Linked DNA regions of Zea mays: regions 2 and 3 are each linked to region 1. The links are chromatin contacts, called in public Hi-C maps. All regions are on one chromosome and are shown on one strand. Each heading gives the region's core, a stretch centred on a gene start, on an enhancer-like site or on the middle of the called end of the contact. The rest is flanking DNA. Distances are from core to core; before and after follow the strand shown. Region 1 holds the start of LOC100382965. Region 2 has its middle 25 kb from the start of LOC103641163. Region 3 holds the start of LOC100192484 (YTH superfamily protein).

The links. Hi-C and Micro-C count contacts between places; a contact is called where the count stands out from the background.
Region 2: a contact with region 1 is called in a Hi-C map of ear, with 1.8 times the contacts expected there. The contact joins the enhancer-like site here to the promoter of LOC100382965 in region 1. A contact is called at or near these places in 3 of 25 Hi-C or Micro-C datasets (ear, endosperm and tassel).
Region 3: a contact with region 1 is called in a Hi-C map of leaf, with 6 times the contacts expected there. The contact joins the promoter of LOC100192484 here to the promoter of LOC100382965 in region 1. A contact is called at or near these places in 13 of 25 Hi-C or Micro-C datasets (bundle sheath, ear, leaf and 4 more) and 1 of 3 datasets of contacts at active chromatin or transcription factors (leaf).

What each region holds. Positions count from the first base shown.
Region 1 is chr10:67,654,772-67,658,708 of Zm-B73-REFERENCE-NAM-5.0, reverse strand. LOC100382965 reads right to left here and starts at 1,489. Exons shown (of 11, transcript NM_001353406.1): 1 at 1,214-1,489; 2 at 168-337; 3 at 1-74. The coding sequence starts at 1,365.
Region 2 is chr10:67,509,547-67,513,828 of Zm-B73-REFERENCE-NAM-5.0, reverse strand. No RefSeq gene overlaps it. Among protein-coding and RNA genes, the nearest start is that of LOC103641163, 25 kb to the left of the region's middle. Within about 2 kb of position 1,273, at least 17 of the 20 cell types and tissues checked have an H3K27ac peak or open chromatin away from gene starts, as enhancers often do. A contact at or near this core is called in ear, endosperm and tassel, where this site is marked.
Region 3 is chr10:67,410,663-67,414,426 of Zm-B73-REFERENCE-NAM-5.0, reverse strand. It overlaps LOC100192484 (YTH superfamily protein), which reads left to right and starts at 1,447. Exons shown (of 9, transcript NM_001137704.1): 1 at 1,447-1,633; 2 at 2,451-2,524; 3 at 2,622-2,793; 4 at 3,139-3,215; 5 at 3,291-3,594; 6 at 3,712-3,764. The coding sequence starts at 1,597.

The DNA of each region.
Region 1 (3,937 bases), core at 240-2,739:
CAGCCTAGGGTCGATCGTTTTTTCTTCCCCAGTGCCCCTTGATTGGATGGCAGTATATTCATCCAAAGCTTTTGCTGAAAAAATAAACAAGAAATAATGTTAACATAGTACTTTTAATGCTGGCAATAATTAACTGGCCATGATGCAGGCACCAGGCAGTTCCTCACCTAACAGTGTTTGAGCATAATCAGAGTCGTCAGAAACATCAAACAAGGGTCCAGCGCCAAGTGCATATGACAGAGCATCATTTAGCTCGCCCAAGTAGAAAAATACCTTAGAGGCAACTAGTGCTGCAAGTTGCCTCTGGACAAACTCCTCGTCTTCATACAAACTCTCACTGCAAGCAGCAGGGAACAAATTGTGAGGAAATAGGAATACAGGACAAAGCAAAGCACCTAAGCACAAACTGATTGTCAAAACTTTTTACAACCAGTGACCAGGATAATAAAGAGACAAAATATATTGCCACATGCACATCAATTGCATCAGTCATGAAGAATCTTGGTATTCATACGGATCCTTCTAAAATGAATGCAACTCCCAGGAAATAAACACCAATTCTCATATAGCATTTACTCATTTCTCCGCTATGACTGGATAGCTTCTATTGAACTGAGGAGCAACCAATAAGCTAAGGGCAGTTCCGACATTAAGAGAGACATTAAACAGTATAAACACATAATCAGTATTACTTTGTCACAGGTTACAAGTTTTTATTTTAAAGAACAAAGTTACCACATTTGATTCATACCCTATCATGACAACCCGAATATAGAAGTTCGGGATTTGTTGCCTTAAACAATCTAGAAACTTAGCAACAAAGTTCAAATTTTTCAGCAAACAGTGTCCATAAATTGGAGGACATGTCATGACAAGCTCTAAATTCTAAAAATTCTAGGTTTCCAGTTACCAACGGTAGCACATTAACCCTCCCAAAACCTCCATCCCAACAGATCGGACACAGGGTTCCCTCTGAATGGAACTCGACGCGGCGGCGCCGCCGCCATCTAGCCGGACCTCTGCAGGCGAGCCCGAATCGAACCTAGGCTAACAGAAATTCACCGAAACTAATGGAAACGCGCGGCGATGGGGCGATGCAGCACCTGCCGTCGGCTGTGGCGGCGGTAGAGCGGGCAAATTGAGGGGTCGGCCGGGCGGGAGTGGAGGGGGCCGCTGGAGGAGCGGGGAAGGGCGCGAGGAGGAGGGGACTTACATGGAGGAGACGCTGGTGGAGATCTCGTGCCAGAAGGCGTGGACGAGAGAATTGAGGCTGGCGAGCGCGTGGAGCTTGAGCTCCGGCGCCGGCTCTTGCAGCATCGCCAGCAGGGAGCCCGCCGAGCTCACCATCACCGCCGCCGAAGCCATGTCCACCACTGCCTACGAGTACCGATCCGCCGCTCCGAGGTTCGAGTCGATAGGGTACGGGCTTGCCCTCTTGCTGCTCGCCGTCCGTCGAGGTCTGGGTGCGGCTTTGCTTGGAGCAGAAGAAGATCGCGGATTCGATTCTAGGTGGAGAGACTGGGGACTGGGGCGTAAATACAAGGCTTGGAGGAGGCAATTCGAATATGAGACAACCCTTAGTTTTAGTTATTAGTAGTTGACGTGACATTGATTTAAATAATATTAAATTTATCTTTTTCATTCTATTTTTACTGGTGTACAAACTTTATATAAATTTATAAAACATTTATATTATATATTATATTCACCATAATTTTCTAAAATTTTAGGAATTACAAATTACTTACTAAAAATAAAAATATTGTCGGTACTCTGGATCAGGGGTACCCTCTACTATAGTATAAAGACGTTGTACACATACGACGTCTCCTGGCCGCACGAAGAACGGCACCTGACCCACCACATGGGCAGGTCTAGGAGCACCGTGCGGCAAGGGAAGATGATGCACCCCAGGATGCATCGTTGGGTCCGGACCTCTACGGAGGAATACCGGACCCCTCTACACACAATCTGGATCCTCTATTACGATCCGGGACTCCCAAGGAGGCATGCCGGGTCCCTCGGATGGGCCCTAGGTCCCTCCAAGTGAGGTCCGAACCACAGCAAGGACCCGGGACAGGGGAACCCTGGAATAAGTAAGGGTCCGGTGCTGGCACGTGTCCAGGTCTTACCCTGCGTGCTCGCGCTACCCGCGAAGGTGGAGGCCCGCTGCTGCCGCGTGGCTTTTGGTCTGTGACATAAGACAACGGTCAGAGCCTGACGTAAGGCCTCTAAAGCCAAGAGGTCTCTGCATTTATTGCGGAGAAGACGCGCCGCCTGCCACCATACTGACAGACGATGTGCCCTCTCGGCATTTAATGCGTCCAGTCCTCTCCGCTGGCAGACGGCGTCAGGGTCATCCTGCAGACGGCGCACCTGTCTAGTCTATCGTCAAACAGTGCGCCCGTGCCATGCAGCTGAGAGCACCTAGAGGGGGGGGGTGAATAGGTGATCCTGTGAAAAACTTAAACTTATAGCCACAAAAACTTGTTAAGTGTTAGCACAATAGTTGCCAAGTGGCTAGAGATGAGTCCAAACACAATAACCACAAGAAATCAAACACAGAGATGGCACGGTGTTTATCCCGTGGTTCGGCCAAGTACAAAACTTGCCTACTCCACGTTGTGGCGTCCCAACGGACGAGAGTTGCACTCAACTCCTCTCAAGTGATCCAATGATCAACTTGAATACCACGGTGTTCTTCTTTACTTTGATCTTTTCCCGTTTGCGAGGAATCTCCACAGCTTGGAGTCTCTCGCCCTTACAATTGAATTTCACAAAGAAGTACGGAGTAAGGGAGGGAAGCAACACACACAAATCCACAGCAAAATGCGCACACACACGGCCAAGAATCGAGCTCACAAAACTATCTCAAAGTTCTCACTAGAACGGAGCTCGAATCACTGCGAATGACAAACGAATGCGCAAAGACTGAGTGTGGATGATCAAGAATGCTCTAAGGTTGCTTGGTGTTCTCCTCCATGCGCCTAGGGGTCCCTTTTATAGCCCCAAGGCAGCTAGGAGCCGTTGAGAGCAGATCTGGAAGGCCTTTCTTGCCTTCTGTCGTCGGGTGCACCGGACAGTCCGGTGCACACCGGACACTGTCCGGTGCCCGATTTCCTTCCTTAAATAGCGAAGCCGACCGTTGGCAGACTTGGAGCCGTTGGCGCACCGGACATGTCCGGTGCACACCGGACAGTCTGGTGCACCCTTCTAGCCGTTGGTTCGGCCACGTGTCTCGCGCAGATCGCGCGGTCGACCGTTGGCCTTGCCGACCGTTGGCTCACCGGACAGTCCGGTGCACACCGGACAGTCCGGTGAATTATAGTCGTACGCTGTCGGCGAATTCCCGAGAGCAGCCACTTCGCTCGAGGCAGCCTGGCGCACCGGACACTGTCCGGTGCACCACCGGACAGTCCGGTGCCCCAGACCGAAACAGCCTTTTGGCTGTACACAGCCAACTCTTCTCTTTTCTTCTCTTTTCTTCTTCTTTCTGTTTCTAATACTTAGACAAGTATATTAGTACACAAAACTAATGTACTAAGACTTAGAAACATACCTTTGCTCTTGTTTTGCACTTTGTCCATCCATAAGCATGAATTCACATTTAAACACTTGTGTTGGCACTCAATCACCAAAATACTTAGAAATGGCCCAAGGGCACATTTCCCTTTCAATCTCCCCCTTTTTGGTGATTTATGCCAACACAACATAAAGCAACTAGAACAAGTGCAAAATCACTTCGAATAAAACTCAAATTCATTTTTGGCATATATGGATCATCCTTTGCCACCACTTGGTTTGTTTTTGCAAATCAAGCTCAAATCTCTATCTCTAAGTCAAACACACATGTTGAAGCATAAAGAGAGTCATTCCAAAAGAGATTGATCAAAGATTTCAAAAACTCCCCCTATTTCCCATAATCAACACTTCTCCC
Region 2 (4,282 bases), core at 24-2,523, 140 kb after region 1:
AATTAAAAGAAAGGCTTTCAAACTATTTATCGGTCCCTTTATAACTATGTAATTAAAGCACTCTTTAAAAATATTTGAACCAAAATAATTTGTGGTGAGGAGTATATATTAACTTCTCCCAATCTACATAAAGTGTTAAGCATTGAAAATTATGGATAAAATTGTTGCAATGACCACACTTTCAAAAGCAACCTTTTTCCCCTAAAATATGGGTTTCTACATAATTAAAATATTTTGCATATATATATATATATAATATGCATTCATGCTGGCACTTTGGTTGAGCATTTGAGTTTGAGTGTGAAGTTTAAAGCAAATTTAAATTATGGATTTGGAATAGAAATTCAAAAGGGAATAGAAAACATAAAAAGGAAAAAGGAAAAAAATCATACATGGGCCAATTTCGTTTTTCTCGGCCCATTACTTCACCGCGCCGACCAGCTCACACACGCTCACGCATGGCACCAACCACTTACAGGTGGGTCCCGCCGTGGCAACTCCTCAGTCCTGCATGCCCTCTCAAGCCGCTGTCGCGTGGGCCTGGTTTGTCAGATGCCTCTTCTCCCAGCATGATCACAACAAACTTCGACTGAGTTCGACGGGGGCTTGATCCGCGATCTCCACAATCTCTCCCTCCCAACCGAATTCCCATCGGGTATATAAGCGGGAACCAGGCCCCCTTCCATGATCATCTATCCCAGGTTATGAACGCCATCGCCGAGTGGTTGGGGAACGTCAAGCCGTGCGGGTGCAGTTGGTGTCGCCGTCGTCGCTGCTCACCTTCACCGGCGCCCCGGGGGGACCAGAAGGTGGTGGATGAACTTCACTAGCGCAGTGGAGTGTGCAAGCGGAGTTGCGGAGCCCTAGGGATGATCGAGGCGCCTATAATTTCTTGCCGACGCCATTGCCCCGCCTTGGATCCTACTCGCGCCGTGGCTCGGCTTCGCTGCAACATCATCACTGGTATGATGCCCAGGATCGAGTTTGCCATCATCTCGCTTTGCGTAGCATTCGTCTAATCAGAGTTCGAGCGATCAGACACTTGGGTGGTGTGGTCCGGTGGGCGCCGCCAGCGTGGTGCAGGGGCACCGCCATGGTCGACAACCTGGGGTAGAGGATAAGTTCGCGGTCGTCGGATCCGAGTGTGATGGCTATGATTAGAAGCCTAAATACCGATTCGGCTGATAGAAATTGGACCGTCCATCGACGATCTTGGGCCTTGGTCGATCTCGCGGCGTGGCACATTCTCAGGCGTGGATCAGTGATCCGGCGGGGAGCGTTGCGTACCTGTTCAGTTTAATATGAAATCTAATATGCTCCTTAAGCTTTAGATCCAGCAACTCCAATCAGAAAATACCCTTTAAGTCGCGACCACTTTTCTTAAGAGCCCCTTTATTATAAGTAGAATCAACCCGAACCCGTGGTTCACTCTTACATCAGAGTATATAGGTCCTAAAACTTACACGTCAGCCCCTGTCTTCTATAGAAATTGTGCCCGCCATCCTTATCTAGATTAAATAAATGAGGAAATTCAGAAATGGCTTTGAAAATTAATTTCAAGTGTAAAATTTATAATTAATCTATTTTAACTTCGATTGGATCCGTTCAAGTTGCATTAACTTTATTTTAATATTGTCCACATAGTTACAATATTGTTTTATCAGATCACCTATTTTTATAAATAGACACTTATTTATCTTGTGTTTAATAGATTAACCTTTCTAATCAAAGTTAATTTGTCTATAATTATAGGTTGACTAACATATGATTTCTAATTAAGTTATATCCTAGATTAAGCTTAAGTTAGTTATTTCTTTAGAATATCCTTTTTCACATGATTTATAATAATCAACATAGAACATAGTTTTCCTGTGTAATCACATAAATCTTCTGAAAATCATAACTTTCTAACCATGACTCCAATTCTAGGGGTTATCGAGCATGCGCTCTCGTAGCGACGCATAGAATATTCTTACGTTGTTTGTTCTTATGTTTAGTGTACTGTTTTGTTTATGTACTCCTTGTCTATCTATATGTATTGCTACAAGTAGTAGTGAGGTCACGAGAAACCCGAAAACTAATTAGGTGAAGTACCTGGAAACTCGCTTATAATTACTCATGTCGGTTAATTAGCTATTTGTCTAATCGTCCGCTATTAAAATAATAAGTTAGTCAAAACTAAGTAGTAGTTTTAATTCAACTTTGATAAATGTCAATTAATATAATTATGTCGAATTAAATGGTCTAACTAATACTTGTTTAACATAAACACGATAACTTCTCGACCGTAGCTTCGACTGTTGCGTTCCTTTTCTTCGCGTGACCATAGAAGCGAGCTCTATTTGGTATTTGCTTATTTTTATAATGTTTTCCCTTGTATGGTGTAATGTTCTTATGCATATATATATATATATATTGTTTGATGGTGCCTGTTCGTGTTCGCCGCATGTCGCGAATAGAATGCGATATGTTCTCGAGCTTCGAGGAATCAACGATCAAGCTCCAACGACCAAGTGATCAAGCTCTTCGAGTTCTATGAGATTGAATACCCTGAGCACTCGTTTGGTGAAGGCAAGTGTCCTCTGACCTACTTATGTCCTATTCACATGATAATTCATTTTCCTGTATTACATAATTGAAACCTAAGGATTGACTAGCTCTCTATTCACCTTGTCCTTGATTACCTTTTGGGTTATTATGGTTAGCTTCATGCCAGTGCGCTACTTTAATCAATGAACATGATGAGATACTAATATGATACATTGATTTTAGTCTAGTTATGATTATGAACTTGTGACACTTTAGGGGGCTCGGGCTGTTTCCTGAGTACCTCTCCGTAAGGACCTGTAAGTTGAGAGACCACCCGGGAAAACAATGCAGCCATGAGGATGGTATGGGACACCCTTAGCTGATTAATTGGAGGAATCTAGGGGTGTAGTTTGCTTCGTTGTTGTGCCATCAATGGGGGCTGGGGCATAGTGCTTGCTCTGCTAAGGGTGGGTGTCGGGGACCATAATTAGGGGTACCCTCAAGACTCCTAATTCTCAGCTGGTAACCCCCATCAGCATAAAGCTGCAAAGGCCTGATGGGTGCGATTAAGTCAGGGATCAGTCCATTCGAGGGACTCGATCACGCCTCGCCCGAGCCTAGCCTCGGACAAGGGCAGCCGACCTCGGAGGATCTCCATCTCGCCCGAGGCCCCCCTCCAGCGGCGAACATATTTCCGGCTCGCCCAAGGCCCTGTCTTCGCCAAGAAGCAACCCTGACCAAATCGCCGCACCGACCGACCAAATTGCAGGAGCATTTAATGCAAAGGTGGCCTGACACCTTTATCCTGACGCGTGCCCCCCAGCCGACAGAGCCGAAGTGACCGCCGTCACTCCGCCGTTCCACTGACCGGCCTGATAGAAAGACAGCGCCGCCTGCGCCGCTCCGACTGCGGTGCCACTTGACAGAGTGAGGCTGACAGGCAGTCAGGCCCGGCCGCAGGCACCATAGGAAGCTCCACTTTGCCCGACCCAAGGCTCGGACTCGGGCTAAGCCCCGGAAGACGGCGAACTCCGCTCCGCCCGACCCAGGGCTCGGACTCGGGCTAAGCCCCGGAAGACGGCGAACTCCGCTCCGCCCGACCCAGGGCTCGGACTCGGGCTAAGCCCCGGAAGACGGCGAACTCTGCTCCGCCCGACCCAGGGCTCAGACTCGGGCTAAGCCCCGGAAGACGGCGAACTCCGCTCCGCCCGACCCAGGGCTCGGACTCGGGCTAAGCCCCGGAAGACGGCGAACTCCGCTCCGCCCGACCCAAGGCTCGGACTCGGGCTAAGCCTCGGAAGATGGCGAACTCCGCTCCACCCGACCCAGGGCTCGGACTTGGGCTCAGCCCGGGAAGACGACGAACTCCGCTCCGCCCGACCCAGGGCTCGGACTCGGGTTAAGCCCAGGAAGACGGCGAACTCCGCTCCGCCCGACCCAGGGCTCGGACTCGGGCTAAGCCCCGGAAGACGGCGAACTCCGCTCCGCCCGACCCAGGGCTCGGACTTGGGCTCAGCCCCGGAAGACGACGAACTCCGCTCCGCCCGACCCCAGGGCTCGGACTCCGCCCTGGCCTCAGCCGACGGTCTCCGCCTCGCCCGAACCAGGGGCTCGGACTCGACCTCGGCCACGGAAGACAGACTCGACCTCGGCTTCGGAGGAGCTTCCACATCACCCAACCTAGGGCGCATACCAGCCACGTCAACAGGAGACGCCATCATCACCCTACCCCGAGCTGACTCGGGCCACGGGG
Region 3 (3,764 bases), core at 198-2,697, 240 kb after region 1:
GGGTAGATTGTGATATCCTGGCCCCAGTGGATGGTGATATCCTGACCTAAGGCTTAATAGAAGTAATATAGTACTCATATCAGTAATGTGCATCTTCTTTTTCGGAAGCCTGTCTTGAAAGAACCTCCAGGTTAAGCGTGCTTGACCTAGAGAAATCTTGGGATGGATGACCGACCGAAAAGTTTTCCTAGGTGCGCACGAGGACAAAGTGCACACAAAAGACTCTTTTTGGTTTGTGTGGATGGTCTATGCTCTTAAAGGGATACCAGGAGCAAGTACCGCTAGTCCAGGAGTGGACGGGGTGTTATAGTGAACTTGCAAATGGCTAGGATTAGGATGACTATTGGACTGGCCACTCCGACGTCTTAGGATGCACTGTAAAAGGAGGTGGGAGTTTCTAATAGTCTTTAAATCCACCCGGAGATTCCCACCGAGCAAGGAGTCGCTCTAGCGTAGCTTCAGGATAAGGCCAATGACGCGAGACGAAGACTCGACGCTCTGAAAAATGCCTCCATGGAGGGTCAGAGCGTTTGGAGGGAGTGATGTCGCCGCGAACTTGGGCAGGGACCTCCGGGTCCCGTCGTTTCCAGGAATGCGGAAGACGGAGCGAGCGGGTGAAGAGGAATACAAAAGCTCAGTAGCGGTCCCCTTCATTTGAAGGGAGAGAGAAGGTCACTACGAAGTATCGGTGCGGCGTAGGGAAAACCACTACGACGGAAGAAGGGTAACTGTATCCGCTAAAAGGGCGAAGGGGACAACTCACGAGAACCACTACAGATAGTCTGATACCGATATATTGCCCAAGAGGCTCCAATGGGTCTCGATTCATGTAAATGAACTAGTCTCTCGTGATCTTGTCTGGCTAAAAGCAATACTAATAAAGTAATAGTATAGGCCGTCGCTGGCTCTACAAATTCTTACCGCCATTTTTAACATATTCATATAGTGATTAATTTTTTTATTCCTACTATTAATATATGGTCCAATTTTCTCGTAAGCTAGCTGTTCTCTCTTTTTTTGGCACCTTATTCGTCCTGTGTTCTGTTATTATACTTAATAATTGCTGTACTACTAATGTGATTGCCAAGCTAAAAAAACAGAGTGCAGCTACGTACAAGCAAAGCGCCGTGGCGTGCGTGCACCTCATCCTAAAACGGCACGTGCTGATCCTGACCGGGCTGGTTAAAAATGGCCGTAAGAAGCCGGATCTGTCTATCCCTGAGTCCGGATCAGATCTGACTATTTGAGTACTGTCCCACTAACACAACCGGGTCCCAAGCCGGCAAGCCGCCCGATCGATCAGACCCGTTAAGGACGAACCTGGTGGGCTGGCCGCCTGGCCGGGATCAGCCAGCGCGACGCGAGGGGCACGTCGCCTGCAGCCGCGGCTGTATAATATCACTGGTGGGCAGAGACGCTCGTGGTTTCATTTCTTCCCCCCTTCTCGTCACGTGCAAAGGGGGGAAAACTTCTTTCTCTCTCTTTTTTTTCCCTCCCCCGCCCGAATCTGATGCTTAAACCCTCGCCGGGAGGAGGATTCCAATCCCGACGCACCAGCCCGCGCCCGCCACCTACAGCCGCGCCCGGATCTCCGCCATGGCCGCCGCGCCGCACCAGGCCCAGGGCCCCGCAGGTGCGACGACCTTGCGCCCCCTGTTGCTGGATTGGGGGGTTTGACTTTCTGATTCCCCCTCGCCGCTGGGTCGTGATTTTGCCTTGTCGCTGCTCGAATTCTCTTGCTCGAAGGGTCCTGCGCGCTGTTTCGGTCGGAATTCCCGCCGGGGCTGTGATCTCGGGGCGGGCCCTGCTGCCGACGTCGCGGTGGGGGGCTCTGTTGGGGCTCCCTAGGTCAAGATTGGTTCCGGAGCTGCGATTCCTTTGCTCAGCGGAAGCCTCGTAGCTGCGAATGTTCCGTCGGGGTTGCGTGCTCGCACCTAGCCGTGGAAGAAGATGCGCGGAGCACGGGGCGGCTGGGATTTGTGCTGATTACGTTGCCCCACGTCTTCGCGAGGGCAATAGCGTCTTTTCTTCCTTTTTTTCCCACCCCTTCTGCTGGGGCACGTCCGCCTACAGGTGGACGGTTCAGGCGTTCAGGGGATTGCTAGCCGTAGCGACTAGCCGTTCTACACGAGGTAGCACGGCAATGTTGCTGCCAGTACGAGCAGGATACGATCGTCGGTGTACAATGGGAAGCTCTAGCTTCAGTACATATTAGGTATTCGAGTAATCTGCTGTACAGCAGGACACAGCTAGCTGCTTCTGATGGCCTGGTCATGGCAACGCGTGAGTTTGTCCTGTGCATATGCGTGTAGTAGCTTCGGAATGCTTAGGATTGAGGAGTTGTACAGCTTGCCATCCTTCTCTTTGAGTTTTGGCTATTTTGCACAATAACAAGGTAACTTCCCACGATTCCTGCTGCCAGCTTATCTTTCTATATTTATGTTTTGTAGATAGTGTGATTCCGCTGCAGTCTGAACCTGCACTTGATAATAATCCCTCCAAGAGTGCAAACGCTAGGGACCAGGTAATTTAGCTTCCATCTAGAGTTTATCTCCTTCTCATCTATGCTTTGAAATGTTGCTCATGAATATGTTGTCATGAATATGTTGCTGTTGTGACAGATTCTTTCTGGTACGGAGAATGTGACTACAGGCAATGCACGCGGCGGCAGCTCCTTGAAATCGCAAAAAGGCCCGCCAGAGAAGGCTAGCTCTGTCGGAAAACCTGGAGAACAACCTTTTCCCTACCATCAAAATGTGTATGCACCACAGCCACAACCACTCTATCCTGGAGGTTAGGGTACATCCATTGCCTTTTTAATTAATGTTAGCACATGTTCTGAATTCTGTTGCATGAAGCACAAGACAAATATATATCCATAGCTTCTAAACAATCATGTTTCTGTTGTTTCTGGCTGAATTTGTCTTTTGACTGGTTGTACAATTGATAATAAATTTTCAGTAATCTGCTTTGTTCACCTCTATTTGAATTAATTGTGGAAGTGTCAATCTTGTCCTAATGAGGGCACTGAAGTGTATTATTCAATTCCAGACTTAGGCTCTGTATCAAGGCAGCAACTTTCACTTTTCATGGAGTGCTATTTTAAATTTAATGTCCTTTTTCTTCCCCTTACTGTAGGCTACATGAACCCTTCAGGACAATGGGAGGAATATCCCCATTATGTGAGTATGGAGGGGCTCCATTCCGTATCTCCCGTAAGTTGCTGGAATTACTGAGCTTTTTTGTGTTCTGTTAATAGCTTTTTTCCCTAAATATTTTTGTTCTTGAAGGGAATCTACAATGACAACCAGTCCCTCATGCTATCTCCTGGATATGCAAACAATCCCCAAATGATGTATGGAGCATATTCTCCTGTTTCCACCGTTGGGGATGGCCAACAATACCTCCCTATGCATTTTCCCTTCTCAAGTCCTTACTATCAACCACCAGCTTCTCCTAGCATGGGATATTCAAGCTCTGCGACTGGAATATCCCAAGGAGACCCTATGCTGCAGCAAGAGTACTTCCTTCCTGATGGTCTTCTATATTCACCCACACAAGGGTATCATCAACCATTCAGCTCATTCGACAGAGGTAACATTTCTCCTCTAAAGTTTCTTGTTTAGCTGCAGGTAATTTTTTTTTATCGCAAACAACATGTGTTATAATAGTGCTTAGAGCCATGCCTAACTATGTTTTGACCTTTTGCAGCACCAACACAACTAAATAATGCTCCTGGGTTGTTTGGTCAAGGGAATCTACCA